Regions from separate parts of the Mus musculus genome. Here all the other regions are linked to region 1. Evidence: chromatin contacts called from public promoter capture Hi-C and targeted proximity ligation data. All regions are on one chromosome and are shown on one strand. The core of a region is the stretch at or near the end of the contact, and the rest is flanking DNA. Distances in the headings are between cores, read along the strand shown. Region 1 holds the start of Acy3 (aspartoacylase (aminoacylase) 3). Region 2 holds the start of Ppp6r3 (protein phosphatase 6, regulatory subunit 3). Region 3 overlaps Lrp5 (low density lipoprotein receptor-related protein 5). Region 4 holds the start of Ssh3 (slingshot protein phosphatase 3).

Region 1 (3,211 bases), core at 414-2,913:
TCACTGTGGCCTCCACAGAGCTGAACCTCCTGGCAGGAAGGAAGGAAGCTGAACCCTCCCACCCCCCATAAACAGCCAAGTTGCAAAGCAGTTCCTATTTGCAAGGCCCTATGGGAGTCATCAGGACCCCAGCAGCTGGAGTGGTGGTGGTTGGGGGGGGGGGGCTTCAGACTGACCATCAAGGCTTCAGGCTGGAGCAGGGCAGGGTCCCTGAAGGAGACAGGGTACTCACCCCCTGCCACCTGCAGGGCTTGGTAAACAGCCCCAAGAGCTGTTGACAAAAGATTCATGGCCTTCTGCATAGGCTTTAGGAAGGTCTCGACCCTCTCTCCGCTGACGCCTCAGACTGCAGAAAGGGCGCCCAGGGCCACACTGCACGCTTCCAGCTCTTCGCCAAAGGACAGCTGGCAGGCCTCGTGAGAACAAAGGTGAGCCACAGGGCTCCACTGTCCCCACAGTGACAGTGCCATGGGGTGGGGGAGGGTAAGAGAGCAGACTCAGGCTAGAGTGTGATCTAAGCAGCTCTGATAAGGTTGCCACCCAGAATGTCCAAACTGTCTTGTAAGCTTGGACCTACAGCGAGAGTGATTTAGTTCCTGCCGGATGTCAGGACATCCTGAAACACAAGGCCTGACCTTGGAGGCCAAGTGCAGTCAGTAGGCATAGTTAATCCGATGGTTCAGTGGGCTGCATGGCTCACTGCCTCTCTCCTCAGCGACCTCTGAACAGTGCTTGCCTCCTGCCAGAGGACAGCTGAGCTCAGTAGGAGGGACAGCTGAGGGTCAGGGAACCAGGACTTCCCCAGGACCCCCACGGAGGTCTCAGGGAATGGAAAGGATCACTCTGTCTTCCAGTTCCAACTGTCCCCTGTGTTCAGTGTACCCTTTGCTCCTCTGCTGAGCCTCAGTTTCCACATCTGTAGACTGGGCCTGAGGGTTGTTTTCCAAAGCAGAGTAAACAAAGTCATTTCAGTTACAGTGTCCTTGAAGGCCATCACAAAGACCAGGCAAAACATTTTGCGGTTTTGTTTGAAGCATCAGTGAGCTGTAAGATTTGAACCTCATAGATCACAGCTTTAAATAGGTGGCTGTGGGCTGCAAAGACAGGCCGGTGCAGGGGAAGGTGGCAGGGAAGAGGACTCCTTTTCCGGTGGCCCCCAAAGTACAGGGCTGCTGTGGCCAAAATCAAGTCACTGCCCACTGTTGTCTGCCTTAAGTAGCCTCAAGGAAAGCACCTCTCTGCATGGATCGGAGTGGACACCAGGCAGGCCTTGTCTACCCTTAAAGGACCAAGCAGTGGACCACCAGTACTCATCAGTGCAAAGCCAAGTCCTTTCTGAGGACTGGGAGACATGGTTCCAAGTCAGGAATCTCTGGGCAAGCGCAGCTTCCAGCAGAAGTCCCCAGAGACCCTTGCAAGTAAAACTGTCCCTTTTCCGGGGGAAAGAGGAGAGGGCAAGGACAGGAACCTGCCCCAGAGACCTGGACCCATTAAGCTGATGGGAGTGGGGGCGGAGCTTAGGGGATAGGGGTGGGGCCCTGCGAACTTTGGCTGCTTGGCTCCCAGCCCAGCCTCCCGCCTCCAGTTCTCCGCCTACTTGGAACAAACACTTCCTGCCTGGGACCTGCGGGCCTATAAATACAGCCTCCTAGGGGGTGGACACATTAGGCCTGTGGCCTAGGGAAGCCCAGGCTCGTACCAGCAGGTAAGAGGCTCTGGCAGAGGCTCCCGACCAGTTCAGAGGAGGGTGCAGAGGTGGCCTGAAATCCAGACACTTGCTGCACAGCTTAGGGGGTGACAGTCTTCTCCCCCTGGAAAGCTAGGCATTGGCTTTACCATCTATAAAATAGTTCTGTGGTGACAGTCGTGTGGGTGGGAACAGTCGACCTTCTGAATGTCTGAGTCCCCCTTCTCAGCTTAGGTCCTCAGAGAGAAAAGTGGGGAGAGCGACACTCACCCTCAGAACATTCCAGAAGAGGGACTGAGGTTGCAAGGGGGAACAAAAATTTGGCTGCTGGTGTCTTGAACTTGGCTTCTGGGTACAGGTGGGTCACAGTTGGCATCCCCCTGCCTCAGACTCTTCTGTGGGGAGCTCACCCTACTGTTCAGGCTCTGGATACTTAGATTCCACATCTCTTGTGCAGTTCTTCCCCACACTGGGAGATGTCCTCCCTACCTGGGTCCCGGGAGCCCCTGCTCCGTGTGGCTGTGACTGGAGGCACCCACGGGAATGAGATGTGTGGTGTCTACCTGGCCCGGTACTGGCTACAGAACCCAGGGGAGCTGCAGAGACCCAGCTTCTCAGCCATGCCGGTTCTGGCCAACCCAGCAGCCACAGCTGCCTGTTGCCGTTACCTGGACCGTGATCTCAACCGCTCCTGCACCCTCACCTTCCTTGGGTGAGTACCCTCAGCCAGGCTGGCCGGTCCACAGCCAGGTACTAGCATCCCTACAGACTGGTCACAGTGGCTAGCAAGGCATCTCTGTCTTTTCTCAATGACCATATGGTTTAGCGAGATCCAGATCAATGTCACCTCTTCCAGGAAGTCTGCCCAGTAGGCCAGACTCTTACCAGCTGAAGTGAGACATACATGGGGAACAGGACCAACATGTCAGCTTCAGGTTACTGGAGGCACAGAAAAAGACTGGGGTGAAGGTGGGACTACATGGAGCATCCAGCCTGACCAAGAGAAGTCAGGGAAGGCTTCTTGTAGGAGGTGGCATCCAGCTAATCTCCCCCCTCCCCCACCAAAGGTGAGAAGTTAGCCAAGGAAAGGGAGACTGAGATGATGGGGACTGATGTCCCCCATTCCTTTCCCCACAGTTCCACCGCTACCCCTGATGACCCCTATGAAGTGAAAAGAGCCCGAGAGTTGAACCAGCTGCTGGGTCCCAAGGGCACAGGCCAGGCTTTTGACTTTACCCTAGACCTGCACAACACCACAGCAAACACTGGAGTCTGCCTCATCTCTGAATCCAACATCTCCTTCAACTTGCACCTGTGCCACTACCTACAGGTGGTCCCTAGGGGGCAGGAAGGAGGGCGGGGAGGGGGCAGAGGGACCAGTGCCACCTGAGGTACTCCAGGCTCGCCTTAACCTTCCAACCAAGGAAAAGAGGTGGGGCAGGGTGGACGACCCTGTGCCTCCTGCACACTGCTCTTCCCAGCGTCAGTGCCTCAGTTTCCCCTCAAGAAGGCCTGGGTCCTGAC
Region 2 (3,211 bases), core at 417-2,916, 410 kb before region 1:
GGCAGCAAGATCAAGAATTTGAGGCAGCCTTAGCTGAAAAGGAAAGTCAAGAACATTCTAAACTACTATCATCTCAAAAAATAACTAAATAATGAGTCCGGTGCAGTGGTGCATGACTTTATTAATCCCATTATTAAAGGCAGAAGCAGTAAAGATCTTCCCACCACATAGTGAGACCCTGCCTCAAAAACAAACAAAATCATCAAGATCAAGTTGAATTTGAGAGGTATGGTCACCACTGAGCTGATTCTATTCACAAAGCACGATTCTAGCTGCTTTGTGCTAACATATTTACATATATACTCAGTTACAGTCTAATATGAACATGTTAGATAAAATTGGGACCTAACATGAGATAAACTTATGAAACAAACTTATTTTCATGGGTTACAGGGGCAGCAAAGAGGACTAATTCGCCCAAGGTCACAGGACTAGAAAGTGACAAAGGAAGATGTAATTTTCAGGTGGCCCATAAGAAAGCTCAAACACCACTGGCAACAGGGATCTTGCACCTTGCAATTTCAAGGAACATTTTAGTGGAAGGAGATCTTAAGTTCCTTTCTTACGGGCTGTGTCAACTGCAACATGACCTTGAGGGCAAAAACCAAAGTAAACTTGACTTAAGAAAATGAAACAGTATCCATATTAACAAGTGCTCTGATGCAAGGAAACCTTCTAAGTGTCCCCTCCCCCAAGCCAAAGCAAAACATAAACAAAGCTCTGGCCCATTCTAAAGAGACCACAGCAGGTAGGCGGCAAATGACAGTAGGACATGCGGTGGAGAAGTACAGACACAGAGCTACCGAGACCACTCATTCTGTCCCACCTACAACTTCAAGTCCAAGTTCTAATGAAAGACAACGGGACTGGGGAGAAAAAGACCTCCAAGTTAACAGTGAGCCGAGCTTTAAAAGCGAGGTGCTTGAAGCCACAAGAAGGGTAACTCCTCACTTCAGCTCCAAAACACCAGGGAATCTCCAATGCCCGCGTCTGTATAAAAGAGAGACTCAACGGCGGAGGATGAAGATTCACTGCGATGGCCCCGAGAGACTCGGAACTGGTTTTTGTGTGTTCCGATGACTCTGCTAATGCCCAGAAACCCACACAACTTGTTTCTCAGAGGACAAGAGTCCAACAAAAGCCTTCGCGAAGCTCTCCAGCGAGTTGACAAGCTCCAGGAGATCCCGAGAAGTCGCTGTGAAGGCCCGGGCGCGGGAGCCGGGGAGCTCGCCCAGGACCCCCGACTTGGCTCGGGGCGCGCCTCGCCTCGCCTGGGCTCCCGCCGAGCCAAGCCCAGAGTCACCTCGGCGTCCAAAGTTCGCAGTCGGCTCGGCTGACTGCCAACGCTCGGCCCGGCTGACAGGAGCGGGCGGCCCGGTCCTGGCCAGGACTGGACGCCGCCTCCCGGGCCGCCGAAGCTGCCGATTCCGGGGGGGAGGGGAAAGGGGCCGGGACGCTCCCTCCCCACGCCGCCGGGACCGGACCACCGCCACGATCGGTCGGCCGCTTGCCCGCGCGACCCGCACACTCCGCGCCACCGCCCCCTCCCCTGAGTTACCTGGAGGCGCCCAAGACCCGCAGTTAGTCGCGCTCAGGCGGGAAAAAGGTTCACCGACACCATCAGCGAAGCGCCCAAAATGGCGGACGTATCAAGCAGGCCTTGAGTTACCCCCGCCCTCCCTCCGGCCGCCCCGCAGCCAATCACAGGATAGACCCCGCCCCTTCACACGGATCATTGGCTTGTCTCTCCCGCCCCCCACAACCTATTGGACCGCCCAGCGGTTCCCTCGACTCCACTTCGATTGGCTTTGAGGTCTTGTCAGTCAAACGCGAGAGGCGCATTCTTTTTCCCATGGTCTTGACGGATCCGGAACCTCTAGACCCCGGAGTCTGAGAAACAAGTCAGAAATTGGGAGAAGCTTAGGCTGGGTCCCTCTGCCCCGTAGCAACAGCGGGGCCTCGCGTGACAGACGCTTGGGACCACCAATCCGCATAGTCAATGTAGTTTAAAACAAATGAACCAAACCAATCCCGGCTGTGTAGCTCCGGATGCGAAGAAGCCAATGGGGTAACACAATGACAGCAGGCGGTGGGGTAACGGCCGCGGGGGACGAGGGGGGGGGGAAAACCGGTGATGACGTGAGTCACAATACAACCTGCGACGGAAGTTAATTATAGCTGGGGAATTAGCTCAAATGGTAGAGCGCTCGCTTAGCATGTGAGAGGTAGCGGGATCGATGCCCGCATTCTCCATAGCATAGTTTTATCGAAGACCTTCAATTAAATTACTTCAGACAAAGTAGAGTGGCATCCCTGAAAATGGGGTCAAAATGTAAGGTTTCTTAATACAAAGGAAACCAGGCTGTATCTTTTGTCACAGAGAAGAATTTTACACATGAATTTCTTCCAACTGCTAGTGTCCTATACGTATAGTACTACACATTTACCTTGCCCCAGAACTGGGGTCCTGGACATCAGGGTCCCTACTCTCAAGTCTTGCACTTAACCACTGTCATGGCTAATCCTGGTTTTTAATTCTCCTGGGGCTGTCTAAAAAGGTGAAACTGAGCTGACCACAAGCATTCTCTACCTCCTGGCTGGTTGTGATGTGATGTGATGTGATGTGACGGGCAGACTCCCACACCTGCTCCCTTGACTTCCCTGCCATATTGGCCTCGACCTGTGAGACAAAATGAACCTTTTCTCCCTAAAGTTGCTGTTGTCAGAATATTTTATCACAGCAACAGGAAAAGATACCAAGGTGCTCCCCTTGGGTCCCTATGAATAATCTGCCTGGTTCAGTGTGGACAGGACCATAAGTTCAGGCACGCTGCAGCTGGCCACCATAGTCAACAAAGTCTCTGAGTCTTGGAAGTCTTTCATGAAGCAGGCCTTCCCATGCCATCTGGAAAGCAAGTGACCAAGGTGATCAAGCTAAGGGACAGACTCTTTTGGGAAAGTAGTAAGTCATAGGACAGGACAGAGCTCTAAATCCCTGGGGTGTTGGTAGCAGGGAGGGGAAGGGTGTTACAGAGACCCCAGGGTGGGGCCTTGGAGCTTCAAAGGCAGGACGAGCCCAGCTATGATGGGAGACTGGATAGCAGAGGTAGCTGAGTCACACAGACCTTGAGTGGCAATGCTCACACCTCAGACAGGGAGCAGTTGCCTGCATATCTCTTCCAGTAGGTCCAGCAGTCCCAGGCCCAGGCTT
Region 3 (3,211 bases), core at 488-2,987, 320 kb before region 1:
CCTTTACCATGAAAGTCATTTCCCCTGTTAATCAGTTTAACTTGGTGACATCTGCACTCAAGAACTTTAACAGTCTATGTGTGTGTGGGGGGGGGGGGGGGGAGGTGGGGGGGTGGTGCTAGGTGGCCCAAAGGAAAGGTTCCAGGACTTCTCTGGGAAACTCAGCTTCTCCTGAACCTTCACCCTCTGACACACACGTGCACATGTGCATGCACAAACAAGCATGTGCACACTCCCAAAGCCCCAATTTAGCAACCACATAATGCTACCAGCTCAGGGATCCCCAGGACAAATCGTGACATTGATTTATGTCTGCAAATGTGCGTTTTCACTAATTAGAAGGTTTAGGACAGAGTAGAGAAAAATATGTATTTCAGAGTCCCAGTTTGACTTGCCAGAAACCAGCCCATTACTAACATTCTTATTTTCGACAAAATATAGCATTCTGATTACACACCATCTTGGTCCCATGGCTCTCAGCCTGCCAGGCTCCCGGAAGTGGCCCACGACCACGGCAAAGAGTAAGACAGCAATCCCAAAACGGAGATGCACTCGGAGCCCCTGGGGACTGAGTGCTTGGACACTCTGACGGAGGCAAGTCCTTCCTTGGGACAGCGGCAGCTTTCTCTCAAGGTCTCCTGGCTTGTTCTACCAGGTACAGGACAGCCACTCAGGTTCATATATAGGAAGAGCAGCCCATCAGACAACTCCCCCAAGAGGATAATTGTGACATTGCAGCCTGTCCCCAGGTCCGTTTCACATACGTTAACCGTGTCTCAGACACCAAGGAGCAGAACCCAGGGGCCCCTTTGGCGAGTTTCATGATCTGGAAAGAGGGAGAGAGGGAGAGGAAGAGGGGGAGGGGCAAGAGGAGGGGACAGAAAGTGAGAACACACATGCAGGTGTTTAGGCTACATGTATGTCAATATACAATGCACATACCTGGTGCCTGCAGGGGTAGAAGAGACACAGACCCTTAAAGTAATTTCAAAGAAACCATTTACAATGCAAATAGGCTTCCACTCTCTACCTCTTTGAGCTTCAGTTTCCCCATCTCTCATCCTGGGGTTGTGGTGGTTCCATCTCAGCCACTGGGCAGCGGCCAGCACAAGCCTCAGTTGTTTAATCTGTTGTTTTCTGGGTGTTCCAAAGGAGGACGCATTTATTTACAAAGGAAATCGTCACTAACCACACCTAGTGTAAGAAGCACACACACCCAGGAATTGTTCTCATCAGACCACTGTCTAAGTATCAAAAGCAGCGCAAGCACAAACTACACAGAACTTCTGGGAACGGCACAGGGCTCCTGCTGTGCCACGTTTACCCTGCATATGGCCTGGGACCCTCACCCATCTTTAGCAAAAAACTAAGCTGAGCAGCCGGGCTTCGTGGACTCTGTGGACACCGGGATTTTCCTGGCAGCCACCATACGGTGCATCTGCACAGTGACCTGAGCCTGGGCTCCCCTTTCACTGAGGACCAGCACTAGATGCAAAGGCTTGGAACTGCAATGTCTGCTCAACATATATGAAGCCCTGGGTACTGTCCCCAGCATCGGGAAAGAGCCACTGACACTCAAGGTCAGGAAGAGATCAGAGTCCTTGTGTCCCCAAGACCGATGCAGATTAAGAATTCAGCAAGGATGAACTTAGGGACCCAGGACTGGAGCTGCAGTCAGGCTGTGGTGCCTCGGTGCCACACCCTGAGAACTACTGCCAACCCTGCAACAGTCAGTCAGACCTGCCAGCTAGCTGGCACTGACGCATTTCCACGGAGGTGGGAGAAGGTGGGATGGCCCAGGCCCTCCCCTGCGGGCCAGAGAGGGAAGTGGTTCCCGTGTGGCCACAAAGATCACATTGTTCTGTCCTCGGAGAGGAAACTGGAGAACCGATTTCAGAAACAAGCCTACCTTTGTACCAGCGCCTGTTTCCTTTAAGTAGTGCAGAGACGAGTCAGAAACCCGCGAAACTTATCATCGCTCTCCAAAGTCTGTTTATTGAGCCAAACTTGCAAGTTTCTGCTTTCAAACAAGCCACAGCTCCTGGAAAAAAAGTGGGAACCCAGGTGCCAAGGCACAGGGGCCACCGCCCAAAATGGTGACAGGCGCCAACTCAGGATCCAATGACAATTCTGTCCACCATGTGGCCAAATGGACAGGCAAAAACAATGAAGGGAAAGACACAAACCATCTCTGGGGGCGTAGAGATGAAATTCTAGCCCCTGGCCTTCTGGCCTCAACCAAGCTTATCAGGGCACAGACGTGCCTGGAGGATTCTATGTGAGTCTGGACTCTAGCTGTCTTGGAGCCTCAGGGGCAGCAGGTCCAGAAGTTGGTGAGGATGCAGAAGAACCCAGGAGCCCTTCCCACAGTGCCTGTTATGGACACCAGGACACACGGACTGTGCAGAGACCCAAGGATAACCCAAACTCCCTACTGAAGAAATCCAGAGAGAAGCTCTAGTCTGGCTCTGTTCTGGGGCAGGTCCTGGCTTGCTGACCCCCACAGATCCCATGCCTGCCCGCCTTCCTAGACTGCTATCTGCCAAATGGTCCTTAGTCCCCATAGGAGGTGGATTTGCAGTCACCTGTGCTACAGATGAGAAGACTGAGGCCTAATAAAGGCAAGGAACCTTGCAAAGTACCACCTGGGGCAACTCAGCCCAGAGGACTCAGGTGCCTGGTGGGGGAGGGGACTGTCTCTCCACAACACTTAGGTTGATTCATTAGAGAACTAGGTGTGGGACTCAAACTTACGACCCCTGCACTCCAGAGGCTGAGGCGGCAGGATCACAAGTCAAGACAGTCTAGGTGGACTAATAAGATCCTGTCTCAAAAACAGGGGGAGTGTTTTCTGGAGAGACTGCTCAGGGGTTAAGAGCACCAGCTGCTCTTCCAGAGAACCTGAGTTCCATTGCCAGCACCCACACGACTGCTCACAATCATGTAACTCTACATCCAAGGGATCCAGTCATGCAAAGCCACAGATGCAGTCAAAACACTCACGCATATAAAAATAAACCTAAAACAAACAAAAACAAAAAAACAAGATTGGCGCATTGTGCGCAATGCTGACAGTTCTGTAAAAGCTATGTGAACAACATGCGATCACTAGGCAATGTTCCTCATCTTCCCCGCTACATAGGAAGTCCGGAAGACTGGTGGAGACCTGCTTGTGTGGGGCCTACCTGCCTCGGCAGCTCCCTACATAACA
Region 4 (3,211 bases), core at 281-2,780, 280 kb after region 1:
TAGCACTGATCTTAGATAGACATGAGCTCCGGGTGGTTCCTTACCAGGCGGATATCATCCTGCGGCCTCAGCAGCTCCACCATGAGGTGCAGGTGCCGCTTTTGCACTTGTTTCCAGGGACTCTGGAGTCCTTGCCCTTTGTCAGTCTGGTCCTCGGTGGGCTGTTCCTCACCTGAGGGTTCCTCCATTGGCTCAGAGTCAGCCTCAGATGCAACATTACTGTCCCCTCCATCCTGAAGTCCCAGGACAGCCCCTCGGAGCACCGCAAAACTCTGCCTGGCAGAGCGATGGGGACATGGTTCAGGTCATAGGTTTTCAAACTTTAGGGAGGCTGAGTCCCCTGGCTGGCGGAAGTGGGCTGCTGGCCCGCTCTCCAGAGTCAGATGGGCCGGAGTGAGGCACAGTTTGCACTTTTGTAACCAGGACCCTGATAGCGGTAGGCACCTAGAGCCAGCCTTGGGCTCTCAGGCTCCTCCTCACCTTGTTTTGCACCTTTGGAATGTGTTCCTTTTCGGGGTGGACTCAGATGCTATAAACTTGTTTAAGCACTTATACTCCTTCAGGTCCCATCCTGCCCTTGGTCCTGGGATTACTGGGCGAGCCAAGGTCCAGGTAATGTGTGAAAGCATCTACTGGCCAGGGCTAAGTTAACCATGCTGGTTCTTCCACAAGCCAGAGATGTGATGTTTGCCAGCTCCACCCACAGCATCTGCCTCCCACCTAAGCATGAGTTTATCTGACAATACTTAAGTGAGTCCTTGGTCCAAGCAAGACATCAGGAGTCCACAATGGCAGCAGCTAGGCCACAGGCTATAAGGAAGCATTTGTCAGACAGAACTCACCTGCGCTGGAGCCGGCCTCTGCGTCTTACCACTCGGTCCTGCTGAGAAAGCAGCCCGGGAATAGAGTAAGAGAGCAGCTTCCAGGACAGGAAGCACCCAAAAGCCTCTCCTCTTCCTACAAGGGAGCGCTAGGTGGAAAAGAAATCTCTTTCCTCTGAAGCCGCTCCCCTCCAACAGGCCCCAGAGAAACCCGGCCTAAGTCCAGGTACAGCAGTGCTGCAAGGATAGGGGGTTGCAGAGTGTGGGAGGTATTTGGGCAGATCTGGGCTTCAACAGACCCGGGCGGTTCTCAGGATTCCGCATCTACCTACGTCGAGCTCCTGGGAGCCTCAGGGCCTCCCAAGTGCCTTAAAACGTGAGACTCAAGGTCCCCCTCCGCCTACTCCCAGCCGTCTGCTAGGGGCAGGACTTGCTCCCTAAGGCCTACCTTGGCAGCCAACTGTAAGAGCGTAAAACCAAGCTAAACTCACCGTGGGTCCCACAGGCGTGGAGTGGCCACTTGCCGGCGGCGAGCGACTCACTGTGACCAGCGCCATAAGGTAGGCAGGCCCGGAACACCTGGGCGAACACCCGGCACGACCCCTCCCTCAGCCTTACGGTCAGTCCCTGCCTTCGCACAACCAGGAAGAAGAGATTGGAGCCACCAGGGCCTGGCACCTCCTCGGGAGCGGCCCTTAAAGGGCCCGACTCATGACCAGTCTGGTCGCGTAGAGCTGGTACCGAGCGACAGCGGCCCCGCCCCTGCGGTCTCGGTTCAGCTTGCCCCGCCCCGACCGCGCTAGAGGCGTGGTCAAGGGCGTGGCGCAGGTGAGCCCAGACCTCACTTTCCCTGCTTTGGTCGCTTTGCCCACAGAAGGCTTTCAACCCTTCTTGCTGCACCCAGTAAGACTTGGACCCCCACTGTTTGGTTTATGCTATGGTTTCTTGGAAAGGAAGGAGCAAGGGCAACAGTTTTGTTTTTGAGACAGGGTCTCACTATGTAGCTGACAGACCTGAAACTCATTATATAGAGCAAGTCGCCTAAAACCCAGAGATCCACCTGCCTCTGCCTCCCAAGCACTAGAATTAGAGGCATGCGCCACCATACCTGGGAGGCAATGGGTCTTAAATCTACCACCCCATTCCAAACTTGCTCTCTTTTCTGCTTGGCTGTCATTCCTCTACTCTTGAGAAGATCTGGGAGAACAGAAGGCCTTTTTGGAATTTTTGCAATAGTCCCCAATACCTGTACGCATTTCAGGTCCACCCTAGGGGTGACTAGGACAGGGCTGAGCCCCTTCCCCAGAGAGTGACTTGCTTAAAGGTTCATTCTGGTAGAAAATACTTGAAACAGGGGGAACCTGTGCCTGAGTTTTGGGGATGAGGTGGGAGCTTCCCCCAGTAGGTAGAATAGGAAGACCCAGCCCAGCGGGAGTATGGACCATCAGGCTGGGTGGCAGGCAGAACCTGGGGTTGGGGTAGCATCCAGGGAAATTTCAGAATCTCCAGGAACTCCTGCCCCGTGAGAAGTGGTCTTATTTTCTAGCTGTAGAAATGGAGGCTCCAAAGCTGCTCAGTGCCAGCTCCAGCGAGGACTACCCATCAGTAACCCCATCCAGTGTCCCCTTGGTTCCAGACCACGCAGGACAGCAAGCCTACTGCTGATGGTCTCTTTATTTCCACCTCAGTCTCACTGCTAGCCTATCTTCAGTGCCCAGGTCCCAAGCTCAGCAGCAGACAGTTTATAAATAAATAAATTACAAAACCAGGCAGAAGGCATGGCCCTGGGGAGCCGTCCCAAGGCCAGGCAACTCAGTGCTCTGTGAGTGACAGCTGCAGGATCCGCTGTAAGTCGTCTTCTTCCTGCTGACCCCGTCGCTCCAACTCCTCCTGTTCCCTTGAAGACAACTCCAGGGCCAGGCGAAGCTGCTCCTCAAAGCTTGGGGGTGCAGGGGATGGAGGTGTCTTCTGAGGAGATTCTGGACCCCTGGACTCTGTGGACAGCTGTAGGCTTTCCTGCAGGGCCCTTCAGGGTAAGGGTTGAGGGGAGAGCAGACCAGTGAGAAGGCTTGGGGAGGAGCCAAGCCCATGCAATTTTGAGAACAAGGTGTCAGGGACAGAGACAAGCAGGCCCTCTTTTGGCTCTTCATGCTCCCCACGGTAAGCAGCATTTTGCCATGTGAAGGCATGGAGCCCTTGGATCAGAACTCCCTGGCTTCCCACCCATCACCAGCAGCCAGGGACCCACACACAGTTCCTGAGGGACTCACTGCTCCAACTGAAGCTGCTCTTCAAACACTGTGACTCGGGGAGGAGGGTGAATGCCAGGCCGTGTGTTGGTCAGGGCTTCCCACACCGTCACCTGCAGCAGCCAGAGCCCAGAACTGTCA

What was found. Promoter capture Hi-C pulls out the DNA fragments that hold promoters and counts their contacts.
Region 2: a targeted proximity ligation map of pancreatic cancer cells shows a contact between it and region 1. A contact is called at or near these places in 6 of 39 promoter capture datasets (the 3T3-L1 cell line, cranial neural crest, hippocampal neurons and 3 more), 1 of 130 datasets of targeted methods (pancreatic cancer cells) and 1 of 9 other capture datasets (adipose tissue).
Region 3: a contact with region 1 is called in a targeted proximity ligation map of pancreatic cancer cells. A contact is called at or near these places in 3 of 39 promoter capture datasets (neutrophils, pre-B cells and second pharyngeal arch cranial neural crest) and 2 of 130 datasets of targeted methods (microglia and pancreatic cancer cells).
Region 4: a contact with region 1 is called in a promoter capture Hi-C map of embryonic stem cells, with 4 times the contacts expected there. A contact is called at or near these places in 2 of 39 promoter capture datasets (both in embryonic stem cells), 4 of 130 datasets of targeted methods (embryonic stem cells, large pre-B cells, neural tube and 1 more) and 1 of 9 other capture datasets (liver).

What each region holds. Positions count from the first base shown.
Region 1 is chr19:3,984,907-3,988,117 of GRCm38.p6, forward strand. Acy3 (aspartoacylase (aminoacylase) 3) reads left to right here and starts at 1,664. Exons shown (of 8, transcript NM_001302479.1): 1 at 1,664-1,705; 2 at 1,917-2,045; 3 at 2,145-2,399; 4 at 2,825-3,017. The coding sequence starts at 2,164. It overlaps Gm52386 (a long non-coding RNA gene), which reads right to left and starts at 855. Exons shown (of 3, transcript XR_003952881.1): 1 at 233-855; 2 at 1-29.
Region 2 is chr19:3,574,083-3,577,293 of GRCm38.p6, forward strand. Ppp6r3 (protein phosphatase 6, regulatory subunit 3) reads right to left here and starts at 1,667. Exons shown (of 24, transcript NM_028999.1): 1 at 1,559-1,667. n-TAagc9 (a tRNA gene) reads left to right here and starts at 2,181; the gene lies at 2,181-2,253.
Region 3 is chr19:3,667,489-3,670,699 of GRCm38.p6, forward strand. The region is part of intron 1 of Lrp5 (low density lipoprotein receptor-related protein 5); the gene reads right to left. Among named protein-coding and RNA genes, the nearest start is that of Gm36672, 17 kb to the right of the region's middle.
Region 4 is chr19:4,267,703-4,270,913 of GRCm38.p6, forward strand. Ssh3 (slingshot protein phosphatase 3) reads right to left here and starts at 1,531. Exons shown (of 14, transcript NM_198113.3): 1 at 1,313-1,531; 2 at 843-883; 3 at 45-276. The coding sequence starts at 1,378. Ankrd13d (ankyrin repeat domain 13 family, member D) reads right to left here. Exons shown (of 15, transcript NM_026720.2): 14 at 3,092-3,183; 15 at 2,478-2,847. The coding sequence ends at 2,634.